Linked DNA regions of Anser cygnoides: region 1 is linked to region 2. A link is a contact called in public Hi-C data. All regions are on one chromosome and are shown on one strand. The core of a region is the stretch at or near the end of the contact, and the rest is flanking DNA. Distances in the headings are between cores, read along the strand shown. Region 1 holds the start of ETV6 (ETS variant transcription factor 6). Region 2 holds the start of MANSC1 (MANSC domain containing 1).

Evidence for each region. A called contact is a pair of places that touch in the nucleus more often than the background predicts.
Region 1: a Hi-C map of liver shows a contact between it and region 2, with 2.6 times the contacts expected there. The contact joins the promoter of ETV6 here to the promoter of MANSC1 in region 2. A contact is called at or near these places in 4 of 7 Hi-C or Micro-C datasets (fetal liver and liver).

What each region holds. Positions count from the first base shown.
Region 1 is chr1:72,627,320-72,632,719 of Taihu_goose_T2T_genome, forward strand. It overlaps ETV6 (ETS variant transcription factor 6), which reads right to left and starts at 1,892. Exons shown (of 7, transcript XM_048053632.2): 1 at 1,555-1,892.
Region 2 is chr1:72,233,746-72,239,282 of Taihu_goose_T2T_genome, forward strand. MANSC1 (MANSC domain containing 1) reads left to right here and starts at 2,897. Exons shown (of 4, transcript XR_010832533.1): 1 at 2,897-3,157; 2 at 3,910-4,050. It overlaps BORCS5 (BLOC-1 related complex subunit 5), which reads right to left. Exons shown (of 5, transcript XM_013172846.3): 3 at 1-117.

The DNA.
Region 1 (5,400 bases), core at 642-3,141, 390 kb after region 2:
TTTCCTCCATTCCAATTAATCTGCTTTTCCTGGCCTTCGGGACACCCTCTGAAGTACTTCACCTGGACGGTAGTTCCTGTCTCTCTACAAAGACAGCTGCAAGAGTCGGCACGTGAAGAAAATGCATGCTACAAAATAAGTTCAGACTGCACTAAGTTCAGCATGGCACTTGAAATAGGCAGCTGCACATACAAATGTGAAGTCACAGAAGGTTTGAGGTTGGAGGGGACCTCTGAAGATCACCTGGTCCAACCCCTGGCAAGCAGGGTCACCTACAGCACGTTGCACAGGGTCGTGTCCAGGTGGGTTTGGAGCACCTCCAGAGAAAAGCCTAATGAAATGTAATGAAAAATTGGCGTTTAAACGTTTCGGGGCTCCAAAAGATGTTTTCTTGAATCTGTCCTGCTAAGTAGCTAATCCTGTACGATAAGACTCTATAATGTACCTTAGGGTTAGAGAAGAAGCAGCGTTACCGTTCCTGAAATCAACAGTAGTTTTGCTGCCAGCTTCAGTAAGAGCAGAAGTAAGCCTCCTATTTTCAAAATGCCCCATTTCTAAAATAAGGAAACACAACTCATACGCTGCTAGTTTTTTTGTGCGTGACATTCGCCTTCTCTTGCCTACACCCCATGTTCCCACAGGATCCACCAGGGAGAAAGAAAAAAAAAAAAAAAAAAAAGACCAACCAAGCAGCTACGTTTCACTTTATATTTACCGGGATTTGCTTAGCAAACCGCACGCCTGTTGTACACAGGGGGTGCTCCACGGCCCCACGCCGCCCCAAACCTGGGTGCCTCTTTAGTACAAGCCGCCGCCACCCGCCGTGGCCCCCAAAATAGAGCCAGGCCGGCGAGCACCGTGCAGCGAAGCCGGCCGGGTGCTCGCCCTCCGCTGGAGGCTCTGGCGGCCGCGGGCAGGACAGGGAGTGCCCGGCCGGGGGAAGGAGTGGGGTAAGGGCTGCTTCCAGGGGGTTCCTGGGCACACATGGGAAAAAAAAAAAAAAAAAAAGAAAAAAAAAAGGGCAGCCGGGTTTTGTTCCCATTGTCTCCGCTCCTGACACCGGGAGCCGCAGCCAGAGCTGGGCACGGCCACCGGCCGGGAATAAAGCGAGGGGAAGGAGGGGGAGTAAAGGGGAGGAAAGGGAAAAAACAATTTAAACTAAACTAAAATAAAACAGAAGCCCCAGCGCCCCCGCGGCAGCGCCGCCGAGCGCATCCCATCCCCGTCCCCGGGCAGCAAAACTTTGCGCGAAGTTGGCGGCGGGGGGAAAGGAGCACGCAGGGCGCCCGCTGCCGCCTCCCGCCGCCGCAGGGGGAAAAACAGCAGAAAAAGCGAAAATAATAATAATAATAATAATAATAATAATAACAACAATAATAATAATAATGAAAGGAACACGCGCGGGGCAGGGCCCTCCGTGCGTAAACACGGCGTAAAAACAGCGCGGGGGGGTAGCACGGGGGGAGCCCCCCGCTGACCGCAAATAATAAAAATGATTAAAATAATGAAAAAAAAAAACAAAAACCCAGAAGGCTTGTTTTTTATTATTTTTACCTTGATGCAACACTGGGCAGCGGCCTCAGACATCTTTCAGCCGGAGCGCGGCGCAGCGCGGCACAGGGGGAAGTTCTCTCGGTTCTTTTTTTTTGTTGTTTATTTTTTTTGCCTTCCCCCCCCCAAATTTCCGCTCCTCCGCCGGCCCCTCAGCGGGAAGTTGCTGCCGCCGCCGCCGCCGCCGCCACCATCGCCCGGCGGCGGGCGCGGCCCGCGGAGCTGCCCGGGGGAGGCGCCGCCACCGGAGCCCCGGCCCCGTCCCTCGTCGGGGGGCGCACGATCGCCGCCCGCCCCCTGCCCGCTGCCCCCGGGCTCTGCGTGCGTGTGCGGGCCCGGGCGGGGAGGGCGGGGCCGGGCGGCGAGGGGGCGGGGCCGGGCGTCCCTCCCGGCCCCGCCCCCGCGCCGCCCCGCGCCGCCCCCGCGCCGCCCCCTCGCCGCTGCCCTGTTCCGCATCCCCGCAAGCGACGTCGGTTCCCGGCAGCCGGCCCCGCCCCTTAAAGGGGCACGGCGGCGAGCGGAGCGGGGCGGACAGCAATGGCCTTTGTTCTGCCGCCGCCGCCGCGGCCCCTTTAAGGGCCTGGACCAGGAAGTGCGGCGGAGGGCACGGGAAGGGCGGGGCGGGGCGCACGGCAGGGTCGGGGCCTGCCCCCCGTTGTTGGGGACCCCCGGGTGCCTGCCCCGTGTAGGGGCGCTGCTCCCCGTCTCCGCAGCCTGCCCCGCCTCGCCCCTGCGGGGTTTCCCCTCTTCGCACCTTTTTTCCCTTTTACTGCTTTTTTTCCCCCTCTTTCGCCTTTTTCCCCTCTTTCCCCTCTTTTTTCCCCCTTTTCCCACTTTTTTCCCCGTTTCCTTTTTTTTCCCTTTTTCCACCCACGTGGCCGCTGCCGGCCGTCCCTGGGTGCTGAGTCACCCGTTACTGTGCACCTCCGGGCAAGGAGCTCTCGCGATTCCTTATATTAACCGTAACACATCAGAACTAGGAATTGGATGAGAAATGTGGAAATATGCTAAGCGTAGGGGTGCGGGGTGGGAGGGGCCTGCTGGGTCACCCTAGAGGATCTGTCCCCTGTACTTTTAAATGGCTCCGGTAGCGGGGCTCCCGCCTCCTCTTGGAGGCTCTTTCACAGCCCCTGCGGTCAGGCAGGTATTCAGCCTGTATTTCCACGTGTCCAGTTTCACCCAATTACTCCTGGTTATAACCATGTATTGCAGTCCCCTAAACAATTTTTCTCCTTTCTGGCAATTCGTGCCTTGCACCCAGGTATCTCTACTTTTCCTAGCCATTGCCATTTGTCCTGGTTACCTCCTTTCATTAATCATTCCCTGCATACACAGGCGTTAGTCTTCCCTCATCCCCACCCAGTCGGTCCCCATCTCCCCGGCCCATGGATGCCCACATTTAGAGGTAACTACCTGCCTCATCCTTTGTGCACACAGCCCAAACGCCGGAATGGTTTAGTTCGTCTCCAAATTCCCTCACAAGCTTGTTCAGAATTTGCCACCTGCCAGCAGCCTGAATCAGCGTTACTGGCATTACAGTGACATTACAGCATTACCAGCCCTGTTACTCCTCATCATTCCCCTTTGCAATGCAGTTGCAATCTGATTTTCTAAGTAGAGGTTATGGTGAAGCTTTGTGTCCTGGATCTCATTTCTCTGCCTGTAGTTTCGGTGTCCATACGTCCTTCCTTCTGTGTTCACTGGTACCTGCTGTCCCTCCCACTTTGCTCAATGACCCTTACAAATACAAGCCATTAAAATCTTGGCAGACCTCTAAACCAGTACAAATGGATACAAGTGTCTGTCCAAGATAACAGCCTGGTTTAGAGCTGTTCTCTTCCAGCTCCTTGCGCTCCTTTCCCCACTGCTCTACTGAAGGTGAGCGCGATGGCTGGGGAGGCAAACATGTCTGGATGAAGCACAGGCCACACCACCAGCTGGTCTGTATGTGCCTACAGAAGCAGCGATACCTCAACCATTCTAGCCAGATACTCGCTACAGTGACTCAAGAACATCTTTGACTCCTTTGAATGAGGAGGGCCAAAATCCTTCTTCTCAGCTTGGTTCTGCCCTTGTTTTCCTAACCCGATTTCCCGCAGTTCCTCTCATTAGTTACATCTCTTGAGACCTCAGACTATGTGGTCCTGGATGCTATGCTGTAGGGGAGATGGGAAATGCTGCAACGACTCTTGGTGAGCAGGATGGCCTGTGGTTGCAGGATGGTTGCTCTGGAAATGTGAGGAGAAAGCTTCTTCAGCTGTCAGCTCCCCTTTAGATCTGCTCTATGTGAACATTGCACAGCGCAGAAAGGAAGTGCATTAGCTTATATTAAACCTCCAACAGGCTCCCAGCTAGTTTCCTTCCCTCTCACTAAGAGGCTACTGCTTAGCTTATCTCCAGGGAGGATCCTTTAGCAGGATTTACGATCCCACAGAGACACCTTTCATAAACGCCCTAGCCAGAAATTCCCTAACTTTTTGCTGCAATGATGGCAGCAATACTAATTCAGGCAAAGGGTAACCACATTCTGGCCTGTAAGGTGACACCAAGTTCCTGCCTTTCTCAGAGCTCTCCCAGGAAAGGGAGATGGATGGGGCATTGGGGGGCAAGAGCAGGAAGAGAAAACCATAAAACAAAGTATGTTCTTCCTCCTCATAGTGGCCTGGAAATCTGGGTTTGGGAGCTCATACTTTCCGGTCTAGAGTTTGTCCCTGAAAATAGAGCAAGCCCTGCAGAAAAGAAAGCAAAACAACTTTTCTGCGGGACTTTAATTTTCAGTCCACAGTGTTATCATCTGTGTACCAGGTTCCACCGATTCTCTGTCACCTGGGCCTCTTTTACAGCCCTGAGACTCCAAATGTCGTCCTACATCCACTTTCTCAACAGCTGGGCTAATTTTCTCAAATGTCTCTAAATGATGTTGGAACCTGTTTCCCAAAGGAGACTAGACACTTGGGAACCTACATCCAGCTGAAAGCCAAGGTTTTCATTTCTCCTTTCGTGTACTGTTTTTTCCAGTTTCAGCAGCGTAGAGCAGTACCTCGGACATATGCAACAATCATTGCTTTCACCTCATTTCTTAATAAGGAAACTTTGTTCACATTATTTTTTTTCCTCTTTATATTTGCAAAGGCACCCATTAGTTGCTGGTGCCTGTAGTTATCATTAACTTATTGTACTGTTTCTCTGCTGTTATCTTTTCCTTGCTTTTATCTTTGCCCAGTGAACCTTAACTGACTCACTTATTTGGTGGTTGCTTCTTTGCTTCTTTTTTATTAGCAGTTTTTTTTTCACCTTCCAAAGACTGAGCATACACAAAGAGTCACTTGATGCTTTTTTCTCCTTTAAGTTATCTTGGATGGAAAACGGTGTGCTGTGCCTTCAGTACTCCCTCTGCTAGGGCACATCAGTCCTTGCCCATATTCAGGTTTCCTTCTGCTGCTCACCTCTGCAGATCCTGACCTTGCAGCTGGGTCTGTTGACGTTTCTGTGACTCGACAGGGATTACTCTTAGAGGTTCAGGCACAGGATCAGGCTCTTAAGGAACAAAACGCAGTTTGAGATGGTAGTAAGTTCCAAGAATGTGAAAGCAATTGAGGCATACATTGCTGTTAGCGTGCAACAGAGTTTTTGATCCTCAGGAAAAAACAGGAAATCCATGAGAGTTGGTGCACAGATGTGCTCTGGTAAGGGATCGCCGTTGCACATTTAGCACTAAGATTCTTTTGTCCTTCCCAAATTGGTTCCTGAAACTGAATTGTATTTTATGACCCCAGTGTGCATCAATCACACTGCTTCTCATCATTTGCAGTAAGATTAGCTTTTGCTTCATATTCCCAGGCAAGTCCT
Region 2 (5,537 bases), core at 1,647-4,146:
TTTCCTGCAGTTTTATGACATCTGGATCATTGCTCACGTTCCGGGAGGATTGTGTTCCTGGGGCTACCACCACAATGTCATCCATTTTTGCTCGTTGCTTGGCTGGAGATGGAGATGCTAGAAAAATTGGAGGGTGGGGGAAGGAATGCATAACCAAATTAATATGCAGATTTCATCAGAATTTAACCCTAAAAAGAACATTAACGTGTTTAACAGAGAGCAAGTACGCTTTATACAGTATAAACACATCCCTGAGATCACTGACGACCCTCCCTTCTCCCCCTCTCTCTGGTAACATGTCATGTTCAACAAAATTTTTCAGAACAAGGTAACTGATTAAGGACGTGTTGACTTCTTGCTCTAGTGATAACCCAAGGTGATTTCATTTCAACGATGAAGGTTGAAGGCAAAAGCTACCAGAAACTTTTTATCTGTCAGCACTCCACCATAGTAAGGCTCTTTCATATCCTTATATTTTAGGGAACGATTCAGTTCAACAGCTTAATCTCGGAGACATTTGGGACCCCCGTTTCCACGTCACACACGTCCTGCTTTCACCCCCTGGGACACCTCTCCACACTGCCGACACCCCTCATTCCTTCTCCCGGAGGCTAGCATCCCCGCACCGCCCTTCCTGACAGGGCCAGCGGGCACCACAGCAAGAAAGGAGGGAACCTGGGGCTGCCGTCCTCAGCACCCGCTTCGCCTCCCGTCCTCGGGGTCGTGGTGGCAGCGCCCCCGGCTCCACCGCCACCAGCTCCCCTTCGCCACCGACCTGAGGCGCCGGGCTCGCCCAGGCGGCTCTCGGCCTCCGCGCTCTGCTCCGCTCCCATGGCGCACAACCGCGCTGCGACAAGCCGAGCCGTGCCGTGCCGTGCCGTGCCGTGCCGTGCCGTGCCGTGCCGAGCCGTGCCGAGCCGTGCCGTGCCGAGCTCGGCCTCCTCCGCCCCTCCGCCCTGCAGCGCGGGAGCCGCACCGCGGCCGCCACTACCGCTCAGGCTTCCTGCCGCCTGCGCCTGGGTCAGGGCAGGCCCCGCCCGGCGCCACGGCCAGGCGGAGCTCCGCTTAAAGGCACCGGCAGGGCCGGGAGAAGGGCTGCCCGACTGCCCCGGGGACACGGCAGCGCCCGGGGGGGGGGCGATTTATCTCTGGAATGAGATAAAAACAGCCCAGACTGAAAGGTCACGGGTGATTCAGGTTAAGCAGAAAAGTAGAAAGGAGAAGGAAATGTACTTCAGACTCATTGCGTTCATATCTGACAATCAAACCGGCCACATGATTGTCTCTGACAGAAGATTTTCCAATAAACATAAAAAATGCTGGTATGTGCTAACTCCTGAACGAGTCCATTCTCCACTCATGTATGATGGCCAACATCTGTGAAAACTCTGCCCTGAACTCAGTTCAGCATTCTCTCTTCTGGTTGCTTTTACTTATTCCCACCAGGATTTAATTTAACACAAAAACAATCCTCCTATCTTGCGGGAACTGCACCTCACAACTGTTACTGAGATGGGGGCTATAGGAGAAAACCTCAATCCAGCACCAGTTCTTGCAGCTGCAGGCTGTGCCACATGGGTTTGTAACCTAACAATAGGCCGATCTTTTGACTACCTCAACAACTGCTTAATTCCTGCCAAAATAACAAATAGGTTCAAAGAAATGTAATTATTCCAGGAGGAAGAACAAACTATTGTTGGCACAATTAAGTAGAGAAAGTTGAGCTCTGAATCTGCAGTATTCACACTATGAGTGGCCTCAGTGGCACTTAAAGAAGAACTTGGAGTGTTCAGACATAAATTGTGTGATGTCTGTAAGGCTGCAACCTAACCAGTGCTTGCCATAAAGACATCTGATGTTAACCATCAGTCTCAGACAAATTTTAAAATTAGCTCCATTGGATCAGCACATTGAACTTTAGTTAGCTTCATTTACCACTTCTACTTAACAGAGTTCAAAATAGTTTGTGAAGTATACTTTCCAGCCGCTGTGTGAAAGTGTTTTCATTTATTACTGTAAAAGTGTGAATGTGCAGCATACTGACACCCCTGGAAAAGTTTAATTTACCTATCAACAATTGTACATGTCTGCCACATGAAGTCTTATAATTGGAAACACTATGACAATAAAAGTGTATTTTTAATGTGGCTGATGTGGTAGTGAATTCTTTATTTTGCCTCTAATGTGGACATAACACAAACCCTCTGTAGTAGTAGCAAAGTTAATGTATCTGAAACTACTCAGAGTGTACAGCTATATATATCTATGTTAGTGTATATATATATATATATGATGGTTGTGTGATGATGACACCTGCAGCGTGCCGCTTCAGCATGCAGTACCCATAGGAAAGGCACAGTCCCCTGTGCCTTGCTGCTGCCATTGGGAAATATGACTGGGTCCGGAGTCACACTCTTACACTATCCGAGAGTGGCTTACAATGACTAATTTGGGAACTAAGTATATATTTAGTGAATGTGAGTGTGAATACCCACAAACATATGTATACATATACCTGCAGTTGTTCCTATCTGCATCCAGGTGTTTAGTCCTATAGGACTCGTTGTTTTCATTATTTTACTCTAACCATTGCAGTGTAAAGTAATCTGTCCTTCGGTATCTCTTCATGTAATGGACCACCCCTAAGAAGGACATTTACTTTAGTTGCAGAAATAACTATGTTATTCTAAGTATGATGCAGGACGAGATAGCTGAAAAAGAAGGACTATATCGTACTGCCCCTTTGCCGCGTTCCTTACCCTCCGGGCCACTTAACTAACACTGCCCTAAACTAACTACCTAGCTACCTAAAAATAAAAGGAGGAGCTGAAAATATCCAAAGGAAAAGCATTAGCTAGGCAAGATGGGGCGGGGGGAAAGGCGGCGGCCCCGGGCCGGCCCTCGTCCCTCCTCCCGGCCGTGGGACCCTGTGGGGCGGCCATGTCGGCGGGCATCGGCCTCCGGCTCCGGATCCTGCTTCTCGCCTGCCTGGCGCCCCGGCCGGCCCTCGGCCAGGGCTGCTCGGCGGAAAAAGAGGAGAACGCCATCGTCGACATCAGCTTCGCCCTCCCCGCAGGCATCAGGGGAGCGGAGCCGGTATATGCTTCGGCTCCGGAGGCGTGTATGAGGGCTTGCTGCCTGGGAAAAGGGCTGCCAGGTAAGGGACCCCCTCTGCCTTTCTCTGTTACTGCTTGTGAGCACCTAGGGAATTACTTTGCTGTCCTGCCTGGCTTCATGTGATACCAGATTGTTGATACCAGAGTGTTCAGGAAAATAACTGCGGTACAGAAATGGAGGTCGTTTTACATGCTGCAACCACACAGGCTCCCAAAAGCCAAGAGGCATCATCTCAATTCAGCAGACACTCTGCGAAGTAACCATCAGTTTGTGCTACGTTCATTATAGCCAAAAATGAGAGTGCTTATGCTCCTCTGAAACTTTTTTTTTTTTTTCATCAGGCTTTTAGAGTGGTATGAGGCACAGCAGCAAGTAGAAAAGAAGCCAGTTAAAAGTGCCCCCTAATAGGATGGGAACGGTGTATATCCACAGGTATACTGAGGAGGTTTTCAGATTTATCATGATTTGTAAGCAAAATCTTGTTACGTAAAGTGGTGCCAACGTGGTATGTGTGAAGGGAGAATGAGAGATTAGACTAATTATTTCCTCATGTTCATCTGTACAGGAAGAGGAAGGTGTGACGTTTCACATGTTGGCCTTTGGCCATTCTTTTGCAGTCTTGAGTTGTTTTTCTTGTAGGAATGTTATATGTTGTAGTTTTCCTTTAGGAATGTTACATGTTAGTGGTTTTCCTCTTCAACACATGAGGAAAACATAATTTAACTAACTGAACTTATTATTAAATGCTATAAAGATTTCTTGCTGCTGAAATATGTATATATTGTTTTGCAGGAGACAAGAAGTGTAACTTCATGATTTTTGATGCTCGAGGGACAGGGACACATCCAAACTGCTACCTGTTTTACTGCCCAAGCACAGAGGCCTGTCCAATGAAACCTGCAGCAGGATTTGTTAGCTACAAGATAGCTCGAGGTAAATAATAGGAAAAGACACTGCTCCCCACACTAGATCACCTTTGCCTCTGTCTTTTCAGTAGTGACTGGGTAATGTTTGGGGGTTGCGTTTTTAGTAAAATTTTTTAAACGAAGCATTCTAATTTTACAACGTCATTCTTTGCTCTGTGGGAGATGGATAGGCAAGTGTTTGGTGAGCACCTGCGTGAGCTCAGCTTCCTGGCTGGAATAACAACCCAACCATTATGAAATTCCTTCACATTAGGTTCAGAATTCTTCATAGTTCTCCTTTGCTTAAAACAAAAATGCTTCTTCCATCTTGATGTATTCTAGTCAAGGACAATTTCCTGTACATAATACTGAAGAGTATTGCTGAAAGCAATAGAAATATGATGCCCTTGTAGCCGTCTGTGTATTCAAAGGATTCAGGCAACGCTGATGAGTACCATATAGATACAAGCAGAAACAGCAAGCAAATATTAGGCAAGCCTCAGAGCACCACTGTGATGTTAGCGAGTAATTGGGGGTAGTAATCATTATTTTCTCTTTTCAGTTAGGGAACCTGAAGCACAGATGCAAACTGACTAAACTCAAAGCTTCATGGCATGTGGGCTGCACACTCACAAATTTCTCATTATCTGTCATGTGCTGTGGGATTTTTAATAGCAAGTCTTACTTGTTGACTGGCATTGACTTGCACCAGACCAGTCTGAACAGCTCAGATAAGAAGCAGCTCAGATAAGAAGCTGATAATTAGATGGTCCTCCTGCCAAGAGTTCACAAGGTGGTTTCAGTGTGGCTTCTTGAGAGAGCAGAAATTTTGTATTGCAAGAGTCTGAACTTTTACTGAAAAAGAGAACTTTTCCACAAGAAACTATAAAGGGAGCAACAGCAGGATATGTAAAAAGATTATTCACATAATATTACCAAATACTTTTGTGTGGGCACAGTCACACTGGAACTGGGCAAAAGTGGTGTGCAACAGATGGATTGCATGTAAAATTATCATTACAACCACATTTATTACTCTAGCTCTTTCTACCCTAGAGGAACACACGGAATGCAAAGAAACAAAGCATGTAATTGTGCTTGTGCTTTTGTCCTGCATATAGGTTTAATACTCATTTAATGTTAGCCAAAAAGTTGCTGTTAGCTTATTTACCTCAGGTTCGTAGTAAGCTTTCAAAGGTAGCATCTGAGTGGTGTTCTTAATGACAAACATTTAAAGCTTTGGTTTTTAAAATGAGAATCTCCAGGTGGTTACACTGAAACAGGAACTAAAAGGGGTGAAATACTCTGTTGCTAATAAAGTAACTTCAAATACTGAAGTAATGTTAATAATAAAGTTTTCCTTTTTCTTCTTTTAAACTATTCCTGCAACTTGTTAACTCATGGAAACAGCCTGTAACTTGGGAAGTAAAACATTTCCTGATTCCAGTGGCAAAGAGCTAGTGCTGGAGGTGGGGGAAAAAATCTGGTTTCTGCTATTCATGTACTTTTGTGGAG